2 separate regions of the Mus musculus genome follow, and region 1 is linked to region 2. Evidence: chromatin contacts called from public Hi-C data. All regions are on one chromosome and are shown on one strand. Each heading gives the region's core, a stretch centred on a gene start, on an enhancer-like site or on the middle of the called end of the contact. The rest is flanking DNA. Distances are from core to core; before and after follow the strand shown.

What was found. Hi-C and Micro-C count contacts between places; a contact is called where the count stands out from the background.
Region 1: a contact with region 2 is called in a Hi-C map of liver, with 2.2 times the contacts expected there. The contact joins two enhancer-like sites. A contact is called at or near these places in 5 of 39 promoter capture datasets (the HPC-7 cell line, cranial neural crest, hippocampal neurons and 2 more), 4 of 484 Hi-C or Micro-C datasets (bone marrow-derived macrophages, embryonic fibroblasts, embryonic stem cells and 1 more), 11 of 115 datasets of contacts at active chromatin or transcription factors (the HPC-7 cell line, VIP interneurons, embryonic forebrain and 7 more) and 3 of 9 other capture datasets (adipose tissue, liver and pancreatic islet).

The regions. Positions count from the first base shown.
Region 1 is chr2:155,639,504-155,646,210 of GRCm38.p6, forward strand. Trpc4ap (transient receptor potential cation channel, subfamily C, member 4 associated protein) reads right to left here. Exons shown (of 19, transcript NM_001163452.1): 10 at 5,425-5,556; 11 at 3,889-3,947; 12 at 2,086-2,187; 13 at 971-1,054; 14 at 1-60. Among named protein-coding and RNA genes, the nearest start is that of Gm22334, 10 kb to the right of the region's middle. Within about 2 kb of position 1,443, at least 54 of the 459 cell types and tissues checked have an H3K27ac peak or open chromatin away from gene starts, as enhancers often do. A contact at or near this core is called in VIP interneurons and liver, where this site is marked.
Region 2 is chr2:155,536,128-155,542,797 of GRCm38.p6, forward strand. All of the region lies in intron 2 of Acss2 (acyl-CoA synthetase short-chain family member 2), which reads left to right. Among named protein-coding and RNA genes, the nearest start is that of Acss2os, 17 kb to the right of the region's middle. Within about 2 kb of position 5,089, at least 75 of the 459 cell types and tissues checked have an H3K27ac peak or open chromatin away from gene starts, as enhancers often do. A contact at or near this core is called in VIP interneurons and liver, where this site is marked.

The sequences.
Region 1 (6,707 bases), core at 193-2,692, 100 kb after region 2:
TGGTCTGCATAGGAGGTGGTCCCTCGGAGGAAACTTTCCACAGCCCGGGCTTGCCAAAACCTGCAACCCAAGTGTTGATCCTGGACCAGGAGGCTTTGGCTGCCCTCCCCTGGTGCAGGCTAAATGCCCCCAGAGGCAGAGTGGTTTGCAGCCCAGTGTCTAATATTTACTTAACATTTCCCAGTCTGTGCCCCAGTCCTAGGTCTTGAGGACAGATCAATAAGCAAGAGGATCGCCATTCTCATGTATGGTGCTCACAGCTCGGCAGGGGCCAGTCTTTCATTGTGGGCTGGACCAAAACGTGTTTCTATGGTATATGGGCATACACAGTGGCATCTGGGCTCAAAGAGTGGCCTCTAGTAAGTTCCATGTAAAACCACTCTAGGCTTTCCACTCTCAGAATACTGGAAAGACATAGACCAGGGATGTGTGGCCAGCAGAAGGGTTTGTGTGGCGACATCACTGACTTCATATGCATTGAGCTGGTCTAGATAGGAGCCAACAGATACTGAGTGGCCCAAAGACTCAGCTGGGATACCTGAGGGAGGGTCTGAATAGGTGAACCCTGTAGGGACAGAGCCCTGTACCCAGGCCTGGTGGAATCCTCTTGTCTACAACCTTTCCAAGCCCCCCCCCCCCCCCCGGGCGGTCCCTGGCTCTATTTTCTCCCATACTGCACTGAAGCAGGTTTCTTTCCTTTCATGCTTCCTTCCCATGATCCCTGGAAGTCACACAGGCATAGCCTGGATCCATTTGTGCTCTACCTCTCTAGTGACAGCCTGATGATCACCTACCTCCTAAAATACCCTGCTGGCATGTGACAAGGACACACGCACTTACCAGCTGAATCCCATAGTGCCAGCGGCTGGTGAGGCCGCCTCCCCAACCTTAAGGAGTAGGTACTGGAGACTAACCCATTGGGAACCCCCTGGCTCCTAGACCCCTCCCAAGCACAGCTCTCCTTACTCACCTGAATGAAGACTCCGCTGGCTCCTTCTTCATGACCTGCAGCAGCCGAGTTAGTAGGCCCCTCTTGCCGTCACACACCAGACTCCTGAAATCAAAGGGACAGACAGCACTGGTGACAGAACTGAATGGCTAAGAGGGGCCACTGAGCTCGTCCTGTGTCGCTGTGGATGGAGGAAAGAACAGGCAATGTCTGAGTCTGCAAGGATGCTTTCTTGCTCCACCGTGTGCCAGGACCTCAGAGACTGCAGCCGTCAGCTCAATGGCCAGGTGCATTTCTCCTGCGCCTTAGGCCGCTTTTCCCTCCTCAGACCCACTGGCCAGAGGCAGAGGCACACCCATGGCCAGATGGGGCTCCAAACTGCCAGAAGGCGGCCATTTACATCACAAATGGGTTTAATTCAGGCCACAGCAGAGTATGCCAGATGGAATAAAAAGTCTGTGCCAATTGGGCAGTGCCCAGAGTTCTTTATCCTGCCCAGGGTCAGTTCCAGCTCAGCTGTGGGCTTCCAGGCCTCAGCTTCCCGTCTATGAGGCAAAGGCAGCAGTAGGTAAGAAAATGATTAGGCCTGTCACAGTGGCAGGTGTCTGGGCCCTTAAACTCTCTCTTCACACGGCAGCTCCATTTCCAGCCCCTGCAGACGCCGGGGCACCGATGGATCCATCTTCTCAGGAAGAAGTTGGGGATTTCTGACTGTAGCTGCTAGATTAGGGCCACACTTCACAAGCCCCCATGAGCCAGACATGGCACTGTGTTGATCCCAAAGAGGAGGTAGACATAGGGCAGAGGGTGAAGGGTTAGCTTCTTCTTGTCCTGCTTGGCACAGCTGCCACTGGGCAAGAAATGAGGATACCAGTAAAGGGGCCATGATTTGCATGGGATAAGGTGGAAGGACAGAGTATAGCTGACCTTTGCTGTCATATACATGTAAAGAGGAAGATGACGATGGCACTTCCTTCTGAGGCTGCTGTGATCCTCAGTTAGGAAATGCAGGAGATGTGAGGATCTAGCTCACAAAGCCAGTGGGGTGGTAGCTACGTGTGAGGAAGCACAAGTACGCAGCCCCGCGTGTGCCCTGCTGGGAGCCCTGTATCCACAGCGGTCCCCACAAAGATCACCTGTCAGTGTTGAGGACAGCCTCCACCTCAGGGATGTTGGCTTTCAGCGAGATGGCACTGAGCTCATTTAGCTCCTGGTTGTTGAGCAGCAAGTACTTGTTCCTGAAACAGACGGGTGCAAAGGGTAAAGGGCGGGGCTGGAGCTGCTGAGCAGCTCTGCAGCGGGCACAAAGTCTGCTCTGCCCACTCCTGTCGGGAGGAGCACTGAGAGTCCCCCAGCACTTCTACACGTGCTTGTCATTCCTAACAAGCCCGTCCTCGGCACCTCCAGGTCTCCATGTTGCACACTGAACACTTCTCTATGACTTCTCAGAGTCACCTGCACTTCAGCACATCTGATCCTGTCTGCCATCTTAGTCCTGAGCCTAGCCCTGCTGCAGCATTCTCAGTGGCCAGAGTCACAACGCAGAGGCCTGACCAACTGTGACACAATCGCTCCTCTTCCTTCCGTCCAGGCTTGTCATTACGGTCTGTGCAGCACAGAAGCACTTGCTCAGCTGCTTCTCACAGGAAGGGAACCCTCCCTCAGCTCCTTGAGTGATTTCTAAAACAGGACTGGGACCATGTCATTATTGAAAATGCTTACCCAATTCTCACACCCTGTTGTGTGAACCCCTAGGGAGTGATCATGTCTTTGAGGCCCTGTGCAGCCAGGCCACCTCTGTGGCTACAACAAACTGAGCAGCTCACACCTGCCACACCATCTGGCCACTCTGGTTTTCATGACCACGCCATATCCTCCTACAGGGCTTCTCTATGTGGGAGCCTTCTGGCTCAACTCTCTCACGCTGCCTCTTCATCCCGGTCAGGCCTCTGCTCACAGATTGCTTCTGCAATAGTCACTGAGCACCGCCAGCCGGTCAGGACACTTGACAACTGTCCTTTCACGGAGTGTGCTCTTTTGTTCCCACACACCATGCCTATTTGACATCAGGCATTCTGTAACTGGTGACCTTCTCTAATGGTAAACTTCCTCTCCCAAATGTACTCTACATGACAGCAGGGATCATAGTATTTCCACTAGGCCAGGTACAAAGAAGTACTGATTTAGAGTCTGATGAAAGCTAGGACAGGGACGGACACACACACACACACACACACACACTCGGTATAATTCTGTCAACTACAGATGCCTTCAGCCACAGACGTTCTCACAAAACAGAATCATAAGAGACAGAGGCCCCTAGGCAGCACTGTCCTCAGGCATGTTCTATTAACTTGTACAACATTGAAAACTCAGGCTGCCCCAGCACTGCCTTGAGAACCCCTCCTCTGGGCCCTTCATGGAGGCCTCCAATCCAGTGCATCCACCTTTCTGTGCACACACAGTCGTCAGGTCCTTACCCTAATGCCACGGCCAAGAATCCCGTGTTTCCCCCTCCCTTGCACTGTTTCCCTTATAGTGGACAATCATTTTCTTATACATTCTCCACTAAAAGCTTAATCATTAAAAATCAGAGACTATCGCAAAAAAGTGGGAAGGGGGAGCCAACACACTTCACTGTAGAGGTGGGAGCCTCCATGTTTCCAGTCAGGGACTCTGCAGCTAAGAGGCTAGTCATTGCACAAGGGTGTTGCTCCCAGGGCACAGAGGGACAGCACTTTCATCCTCTGATGGTGGCTGTGAGGGCAGAGGAAAGATTCGGTGCTCAGATAGAAGGAAGGGTTGTCAACCTACAGGGCTGAGGAGCACAGCCTCACAGATATTGGGGGCTCCCACCAGCCCTACAGACTGCTCCTGGGTCAGAGAACAGAGAAGCTCAGGGGAGGGGCCTGCAGACGATGCCTCCAGGGGATACTTACTCATGGTGGTCACTGAAACTCTGGAGAAGTCTCAAAAACTGGATCTTCAAGGTGATGTCCTAGAACACATATTAAAGCTACGTTTGTCACAACACTTGTACAAAAAACAAGGCTGGGCTCTGGTGACATCCCTGTCTAGCTACACTGCTTCTTATGCGTCCCTGTCCTCCAGCACAATGAGGGTTTTCCTTTTTTTTTTATTAGATATTTTCTTATTTACATTTCAAATGTTATCCCCTTTCATAGTTTCCCCTCCACAAGCCCCCTCTCCTCTACCCCCTCCCCCTGCCCCCTGGAGGGTTTTCTTTAGTGGAAAAGTCAGACCTTCATGGCTGACCAGTGTCAAGCTAAACTAACGTAGACCTTTTCTGCTAACAACATCCTAGACGATTGGATTTAAAAACTAAAATCATCCTAGTCCCTTTCCACATGAGGCTAGTTTAGAAGCTCCAAAGGGAAACCTACTGATCTCAGAAAGGCCTGGCCCTGAGAGCTCAGGAGCCCGTGGATGGTGAGAGACCGAGTCACAACACGGCTATGGTTTCTGTGTCCTACAGTGACCAGGACGAGCCGAGCTGTGAGCTGCTTAGGCTTGGCTGGTGAAGCCTCCCAGGAGAAGTAAGAAATCCTGAAACTGAACATGAAACTGGCTCCTCTAAAGCGTGAGCCAAAGTGTGTCCTGGGCAGAGGTGGCAAAGGTCCCCAGGAAGGCTGCCACCAAACCTCAGAAAACGACACACATGCCACCCCAAGTGTGTGAAAACCCAGACACAAGCTGCTGGCACCACAGCAGCATCTCCAAGAGACCATAAGGAAGTAAGTAAGAAGCCATTAGAGAAAGATTGCAAACGCAGAAGACACAGGATATTTCCACAAGGAACAAAGACCAAGCGCTCAGTCCCCTGTGGAAAGACTCATTCTAAGTTACTAACTCAAATGGAAGAATGAAAAGCAACCTGACAAGGTTGGGGGCAGGGCACCGAGGTTAAGTCCCACAATGCAGGTTCGGAAACCCATGGCACCAGGTCCTGCCAGCACATCAGGTCTTTTGGGCCAGAGTTGTGGGAAGGTGGGGCTCTGAGGGCAATAGGCACATGACCCTCCTAGTCCAAGAAAACAGGTTCAGAGGTTCTGGGACACAGTCAAAGGTGACTGGCATGGGAGCTGGTGAGATGGCTCAGTGGTTAAGAGTGCCGACTGCTCTTCCGAAGGTCCCGAGTTCAAATCCCAGCAACCACATGGTGGCTCACAACCATCCGTAACGAAATCTGATGCCCTCTTCTGGAGTGTCTGAAGACAGCTACAGTGTACTTACATATAATAAATAAATAAATCTTAAAAAAAAAAAGGTGAGTGGCACAAAGGACTTCTGATGCTCATTCAATACCCTGTCAGGATGCTCTGAGATACAGTTGGTCTAAAACCTTTCTCTCTGCTCTCCTCTATAAGAATGAGGCCCTCAGGGTGAGCAGTGGTTCTTAAAACACCTAACTCTTTGCAGTTAAGTCCCTGCACGCTCCCGGGCTCTCCGCTTACCGGGCTACAGTCACAGTTCTGGTTGTGGCCATGGAGGACAAGGGCAGATGCTGAATGCTTCCTCCAAATCAGTTTGTCGAACAAATTATTGAGTCCTGGGATCAACTTGAACTCAGCAATCATCCTGTGGACCTGTGTAAGGATGTAAGGGAGAAACACTGAGACCACTGTGTGCACAATGTGAGCAATGTGAGCAAGGCCTCTCCCAGCTCAGCCATCTTCAGGGTGAAGACAGCAGTTGCTAGTAGTGAGTGCTGCCATTTAAAGGCACCCTCCACCTGACTGCATAGAAGCGCATGTGCTGGTGGCCTGAGAAGCTAGAGAAGGGCGACAGACCCTCAGAGATGAGGGTAAACCCTTCTACTTGGCTTAGAAATGTTTCTAAGCACTGGCTACTCTTCCAGAGGACGGGGGTTTGATTCCCAACACTTACGTGGCTATTTAGAATCTTCTCTAACTCCAGTCAAAGGGAATCCATCACCCTCTTCTGGCATTTGAAGGTACCACACACACATGATGTATAGACACAGTCAGGCAAAAATACACGCCCCCCCCCCACATACATACATGAAGGAAAGAAATGCTCTTTAACTTGTTTTTATTATTTTATGTGTACTGGTGTTTTGTTTACATATATGTTTGTACATCACAGGTGTACCTAGTGCCCATGAAGGCCAGAGAGTATCAGAGTATCTGGAATTTACAGATTGCTGTAAGCTGCTTTGTAGGTGCTGGAAATCAAACCCTGATCCTCTGGAAGAACAGCCCCGCTTTTAAACACATACAATGTCTCCAGCCCTGAGAAAATATTCTTAAATCACAGGAAAACCTCAACCTCTCAATATAAAGAAAAATTCACATCTCAGACAGTCTCTTGCTTTTTGAGATGGGCAAATGAAAAAGAAGTTTAACCGACTTTGGCATCTGTAACTGTGTCAGTTCACAGTTGGTAGTGACATTTCAGGAGTTCTCAAATCTAGGGCAACCTACTGGAGGAAGCAGACCACTGAGAATAGATGCTTCAGCGTACCTCGTTCCTGTCTCCTCCCTGTCTGTCTGTTTCCCGGCTGTCATATGGGACTGTTCTGTTCTACCACTCTTCCTGCCACAGGAACTGATCCCTCTAAACATCGATCCAAAACAAAACCTCCTCCTTCAGACGGCTTTCACAGTGAAACAAAGCCTGACCGAGAAAACAGGGATGTAGAGAGGCAGTGCCACTGCTTTGGCCAAACCAGACTATGTCGCCCCCAGGCCGTTGGAACTTTGCTGGAGAAAACTGG
Region 2 (6,670 bases), core at 3,839-6,338:
GGAGAGTGAGAGAATGGCCCAAGATGAAATAGAGGAAGAGACAAGGTATGGGAGTTTGGTTTTAATTCCTTAAGTAATGGAATTGATTGATGATTTTTAGGCAGAAAACTATGAGGCTTGATTGATGTTTTTAATTAAGCATTCTGAATGATGTGTAGATAAAAAGGGGCAAGAGTGTAGTGGGAGATCAGTTTGGAGGCCATTGTGATCACCCAGGCAACAAATGAAAGTAGCTATACCTAGGTGAAGGCAAGGGGGAGGAGGAGGGAGAGAGAGAGGGAGAGAGGGAAGGAGAGAGAGGGAGGGAAAGAGGGAGCTGAGAAAAGCCATGGCACCCCTCAACAGCTTCCTTTTTTTTTTTTTAACCAAGATAAACATCTGGTTGGTGCTCCTCTCATACATAGCAGGTTTGACTTCTTATCAAGTGTTTGTTTTTTGCACAGCCTGGCTCACTAGGGTAGAATGCCCCCCCAAATGGTTCTATGAATAAACCAAATTTCCCATTCATCTTTTTTTTTAATTTCTTCTCCTTTATTTTATTTTTTATTTTTAATTTTTTAATTTTAATTTTTTTTTGGCCTCGCTCCGGCCATATTTATTTCATATACTGTCTTCAGACAGAGTAGAAAACGGCATTGAGTGCTCATTACAGATGGCTGTGAGCCACTATGTGGTTGCTGGGAATTGAACTCAGGACTTCTGGAAGAGTAGTCGGTGCTCTTAACCACTGAGTCATCTCTCCAACCCTCCATTCATCTTTTATTGGAAGGCAAAGTATTGGAGATCTTAGAGCATGCTGGGCAAGTACCCAGGCCTACCACCCATCTTCTTCCCAGTTCTTTGGTCCTATTTTATGCTTTACTTGTAGTTGTGAGAAATTAAAATCATCAATCTGGTCCTTATCCTTCTAGTAGAAAGAGAGGATCTCTGTCTTCTCTGTTAATCACTTATCAGTCTTCTCTCTCCTGATTTGCCCATATTCTTGAGTACCTGATTATTCTGGCCTTATTTGGAAGAGGCAGAGAAAGAACATGACTCTTGCCCTCTAGGTGTAATAGGAAAAGTTAGACCCATACAAGTGCAATAGAAGTTTGTATGTGCAGGATCACAGTCAGTGAGACACTAAGGAAGACAAGTGTTAGGCAGATGTCCCCAAACAGATGTGTGTTTATGCTTCATGCTTGCAGTGAATTCCTGATGCTAAATTGACTTTTCAGTTTGTTCCCTGATTACTTGCCTTTGTTGGTAGATGAATAAAATAGAGAATGTCCATTTTCAGAGGAGACATTTTCATTTAGGCACTAAGCTTTAGAAAAACAATGATACCAGATAATGTTAATAGAATAATTTATTTCTAACACTTGGTAAAAATATTAACTTCTAAAATAAAACTTAACTATGTAATGCTTTATATATTAATCCTTGAAATAAATTATGGAAACTAAAAAAAATTTTTTTAAAAAGAAGTTTGTATGTGTTATGGTGTCATAAGGAAAATGGGGTGAAAGGCACCTGAAGGGCGAAAGAAGTTTCTGTTTTGGTTGTAAGTGGAGGAAAAGGGTAACTAGAAATGATTTCTTAGAAGATATTCCTTGTAAAGGGTAGGAGTGAGGTGGTCAGTGACAGCCTCACTGAAAAGGCAATGTTCTGGTAGTCATAGCACTTGGGAGACTGAGGCAAGACTGCTGTAAGTTTGAGGCCAGCCTAGGCTTCATAATGAGTTCTACTCCAGCTTGGGCTACAAAGTGAGATCCAGTCAAAATAAATAAAAGAAGCCAACATTGCATCAGTGATTCAGAGATAAAGAGCCAGCCATGTGGTCATCTGGGGGAACAGCACTACAACACAATGACTCTGGGATTTATTGTTTTTGGCAAGCACTAAAACAACCCAGTGTATGAAGCAGAGGGAACAGGAAAGGAAGAGAGAACAAGAATATGTGAGGGACGAGATAGAAAGGGACTAGATCATGTAAGAATGAGTAGAATTGGAAGGACTTGAACTGTGACTCAAAACTGTATGAGGACCAACCTGAGTGTTCTGAGCAAAGAAGTAACACCTCTGACTTAGCGAGTGGTGGTTTTGACAAGGATAATAAAAATAATTATGAAAACATTATGTATTATATACATATATCTAAATATTTAATATTTATGGGTATGTATGTGCAGCTATGCAAGTGCCCGAGGAGATGGAGTTTTAGACCATTGTGAGCCACCTGATGTGGGTTCTGGGAATGGAACTCACAAGAACAATGTGTATTCTTAACCACTGAGCCATTTCTCCAGTTCGTGTGTGTGTGTGTGTGTGTGTGTGTGTGTGTTGGGAGCCGCCCCCACATTCGCCGTCACAAGATGGCGTTGACATCCTGTGTTCTAAGTGGTAAACAAATAATCTGCGCATGTGCCAAGGGTATTTACGACTACTTGTACTCTGCTTTTCCCGTGAACGTCAGCTCGGCCATGGGCTGCAGCCAATCAGGGAGTGATGCGTCCTAAGTGAAGGGTAACTCTCCTAAAGAGGGAGGGGGTTTCGGTTTCATTATTGAAGGGGCTTTCGTTTTTGGGGCTGGGCGCTGGGCGCTTGCCCTCCTGGCTCCCAAAGATGTAAGCAATAAAGTTTTGCCGCAGAAGATTCTGGTCTGTTGCGTCTTTCCTGGCCGGGCGTGAGAACGCGTCTAATAAGATGTGTGTGTGTGTGTGTGTGTGTGTATGTGTGTGTGTGTGTGTGATTATTGTTTTTTTGAGACAGGGTTTCCCTGTGCAAGCCCTGACTGTCCTAGAACTCACTCTATAAACCAGGCTGGCCTCAAACTCAGAGATCCACCTGCCTCTGACCCCAAGTGCTGGGATTAAAGGTGTGTGCCACCACCACTGACCCCTAAGTATTTTTTTTAACTAACAGTGGATTAGTTGGAGGGTGTACACAAGGGCTAGTTTGGAAAGACTCTATGGAGAAGATTCCCCAGAGGAGGAACATGAGAAGGACCGTGTAATCTATGTTATCTCACTAATCACATGCCTTCAGGTAAAGGGTGACTTTACTGCAGGTGAATTTCCTAATCAGTAATCAGTTAAATCTCTCACTAATGGTTCTGTTTGGTTTCCAGTATTTTAAACTTTTGAAAATTAGTTATCGGTATTTAAAATTTTAGATTCCAGACCTTTAAGGAATGGCAACATTGAACCATTGAGCAAAAGTTGATGTAACCGATTTAAGTACTAGTACTAGGTGTGTTAAGTGTAGGTACTGGATAGGTTCTTTTGCCAAAGCATGCATTGTGCTTTCTAGTTGATTCCTCTATTGTTAGCCCCAAACTAAGGCCAAATATAATTCTACACATATAGTTGCTGTCACATAGAAAACCTAAGAGAAGGGCTGGAGAGATGGCTCAGCGGTTAAGAGCGCCAACTGCTCTTCTGAAGGTCGTGAGTTCAAATCCCAGCAACCACATGATGGCTCACAACCATCCGTAATGAGACTTGATGCTCTCTTCTGGGGTGTCTGAAGACAGCTACAGTGTACTTACATAATAAAATAAATAAATCAAAAAAAAAGAAAGAAAACCTAAGAGAAAAGAAAACAATTTTCTGTGTCAAAAATTTCAGTTATGTGACCTACTTCACTCATTTACCTGGACATGATTAATTTTTCCCATTGTGCTGAGAGTCAAAACACAGGACCTTGTAAAGGCTTGAAAAAATACTCTCCCACTGAGCTACAACTCAAACCCAGTCCCTGTTAATTTTTGATCTATCAATTCTCAGTGTGGAAACAAGAGGACTGGACTCTGAGTCCTTGTACCTGTTTTTTTTGGTTTTGTTTTGTTTTTGCAAATCACCCTTTGATCCCAATCATAGCTAATAGTTTCTTTAGATCTCAAAAGTAGACCAAATTAATTGTTCTGCTAAGAGTTCAAAGATGCTAGTGGGCTTTATATCTTCAGAAAGCCAATTCTCATTCCCTTCCCGCTTCTAACCTGCCAGGGTCCCCAGCCTGGTGTCTGTGACAGAGAAAGAAGACACTGGAATGAGTAATGTACCTATATCAATAATTTATAGCTTGTGCCATAGCCAAAGAGAAGAACACACACTGGGGGGGGGGGTGCGCGTGTGTGTATGTGTGTGTATGTGTATGTATGTGTGTGTGCGTGAGTTCAAAAAAGCTGTGAACGTATGAGCTATACACATCTGTTCTCATTCATCATCTGTCTACCAAACCTTATTCTCAGTGCTACAGATATAGCAGTGAATAAGACAGGGAAGGTTTCTGCTATAATGAAGCTTATATTCCAATAAAGTACACGAATAATAACCCTGGCTGGTTAGAAGGGGGAGGGAATGAGAATTGGCCTTGTCAAGATACAAAGCCCACTGGCATCTTTGAACTCTTAACAGAACAATTAATTTGGTCTACTTTTGAGGTTTAACGAAACTATTAGTTATGAATGGGATCAAAGGGAGATTATTTCAAGTAATGGAAAGTTATATGAAAAAAATTAAAGCAGAATGATTTGGTGAAAAGTTTCTAGAGAAAGCAAGCTGTGTCTGTAGGGGGTATGTAAATATACTTTCAGACAGACCTGTGTTTGAATTCTGGTTACATATATTTATGCTTATTTGTGTATGTATGTACAGCCCCGTGGCTTTTGTAACTAGAATGTTTCTATATTAGTATAAATGGTTTTATGCAAATGCATTACAAGGGTGAGCTGGTACGTGAGTATATACACTGGGGATCTATGCAGGGCACACATGTCAGCACTCACGGAGATGTTTGAAGTTTCTGTGGCATTTGTCAGTGGGCAGCTTTTCTGCTTCTGGCATTCAGGGCCATTCGCCAGCTTCCTCTGTCCTTGTTCTGTCCCGTTTTAGTAAGCTTGCTATGCTTGGCTTCTCTCAGCCCTAGGAGGGTTAAAGCCAAGGAGAAGATAGCAACTGACTCATCGAGCCAGAAGCTGGACAGAAGCTAATAATTTCTGTGTAACTTCTCTCAGTAAGAAAAGGCCTGGCATCCTTGCCTGTCCATGTCCCTTACACTGTGAGGAAATAGTCCCGAGTTGAAATCAGAAGATCTGAGGATCTATTCTTGGCTCTGTCACTTATTATTGTGTGACCTTGGCTGGCTAGCTCTCTCTAGGTTTCAGTTTCCTCCTTCATATGTACTCTGGATAGTAAAGGGGGAGGGAGCACAGATGGCTTGTTGGGGACATTATATAGTATTGCATCTGAAAAAGGAAGAGGAACATTTTGAGTACAAGCAATGTCATGGTGAGAAGTGTGGAAGAGGCTGGGCAGATGGCTCAGTGGGTAAAGGAACTTGCCACCAAGCCTGATGACCTGGGACCCACATGATGGTATGGAAGAATCAACTCCTCTAGGTTGTGCTCTGACCTCCACACGTATACCATAGTATGTATCCCTCCCTCCCTCCAAACAAACAAACAAACAAACAAACAAACACAGAAATATAAAATGGAATTTAAAATGTGGAGGTAGGCATGAGCTTTGTATAAGGAAAGCCAGAAAGAATACACTTAGAATAAAATGTAAACTTACCACTCCTACAAGGCCCTGTATGATTGGCTGATGCATAGCTCTTGTTCTCATCTGTTACTGGCTGTATTCCAGCCACACTGAGTTCCATTCTGCTCTTTGAGTAGGCCTTAATACCTTTCTGTTTGATGCTTGCTGTGTGCAGAATATTCGTTCTAAGAATCAACATGGTTACCTATTATTGAGGTCTTAGCTGAAATAGCACTTCTCCAGGACTTCCCTAGACTCTTATCTAAAGTGGTTATCTCTTAATAGTGATCAATATATAAAATGCACATATCTTTTGGCCCTAAAATTATATTTCTAGTAATTCATTCTATGTATATATTTTCAAATGATACATGAATAAAGATGGCCATTGAAGTATTACTTGTTAAATTAATTATAACATACAAATAGTAAAGAGCATAAAACCATTCTTGATAGAGAATGGTACCAAGCCATATGTTTACATTTTTAAAAAGCAAGATGATTGAGTTATATATGTAACATTTGTTCAGTTTATCTCATGTATATAATAACTAAAGGGTAAAGCTGTACCTCAGTGGTAGAACACTTGCCTAGCATGCCTGAAGCTCTGGTTTACATCCCTATTAACACACACACACACACACACACACACACACACACACACACAAACAAACACAAACAAACAAAAAACTACCCAACTGCATGTGTATGATGGCACATGCCTATAATAGGAGCCCTTGGGAATCTCTGACAAGAGGATTGTGATATTAAGGTAATCCTGGGCTACATAGGTTTATACAGTCTCAAAAAGAAGCAATAATTAAAATTCCATCATTTATATAGAAAATTAGAATATGTAAGAATACATGGGTCGGTCTTCCACTAGCAACCTTAAGATGAAGATGTAGAATTCTCAGCTTCTCTTGCACCATGCCTGCCTGGATACTGCCATGCTCTTGCCTTGATGATAATGGACTGAACCTCTGAGCCTGCCTGGCAGCTGAGGTTCAGCCACCTTGTGGGATATGGTGCCATATATTACTCATACCTGATGCCCACGGAAGTAGCATCCATGGACTGGAAGAGGTGCTTCCTACAGGATCCTTTTAACAGGGCCGCTGGGGAACGCTACCACAGAGAGATGT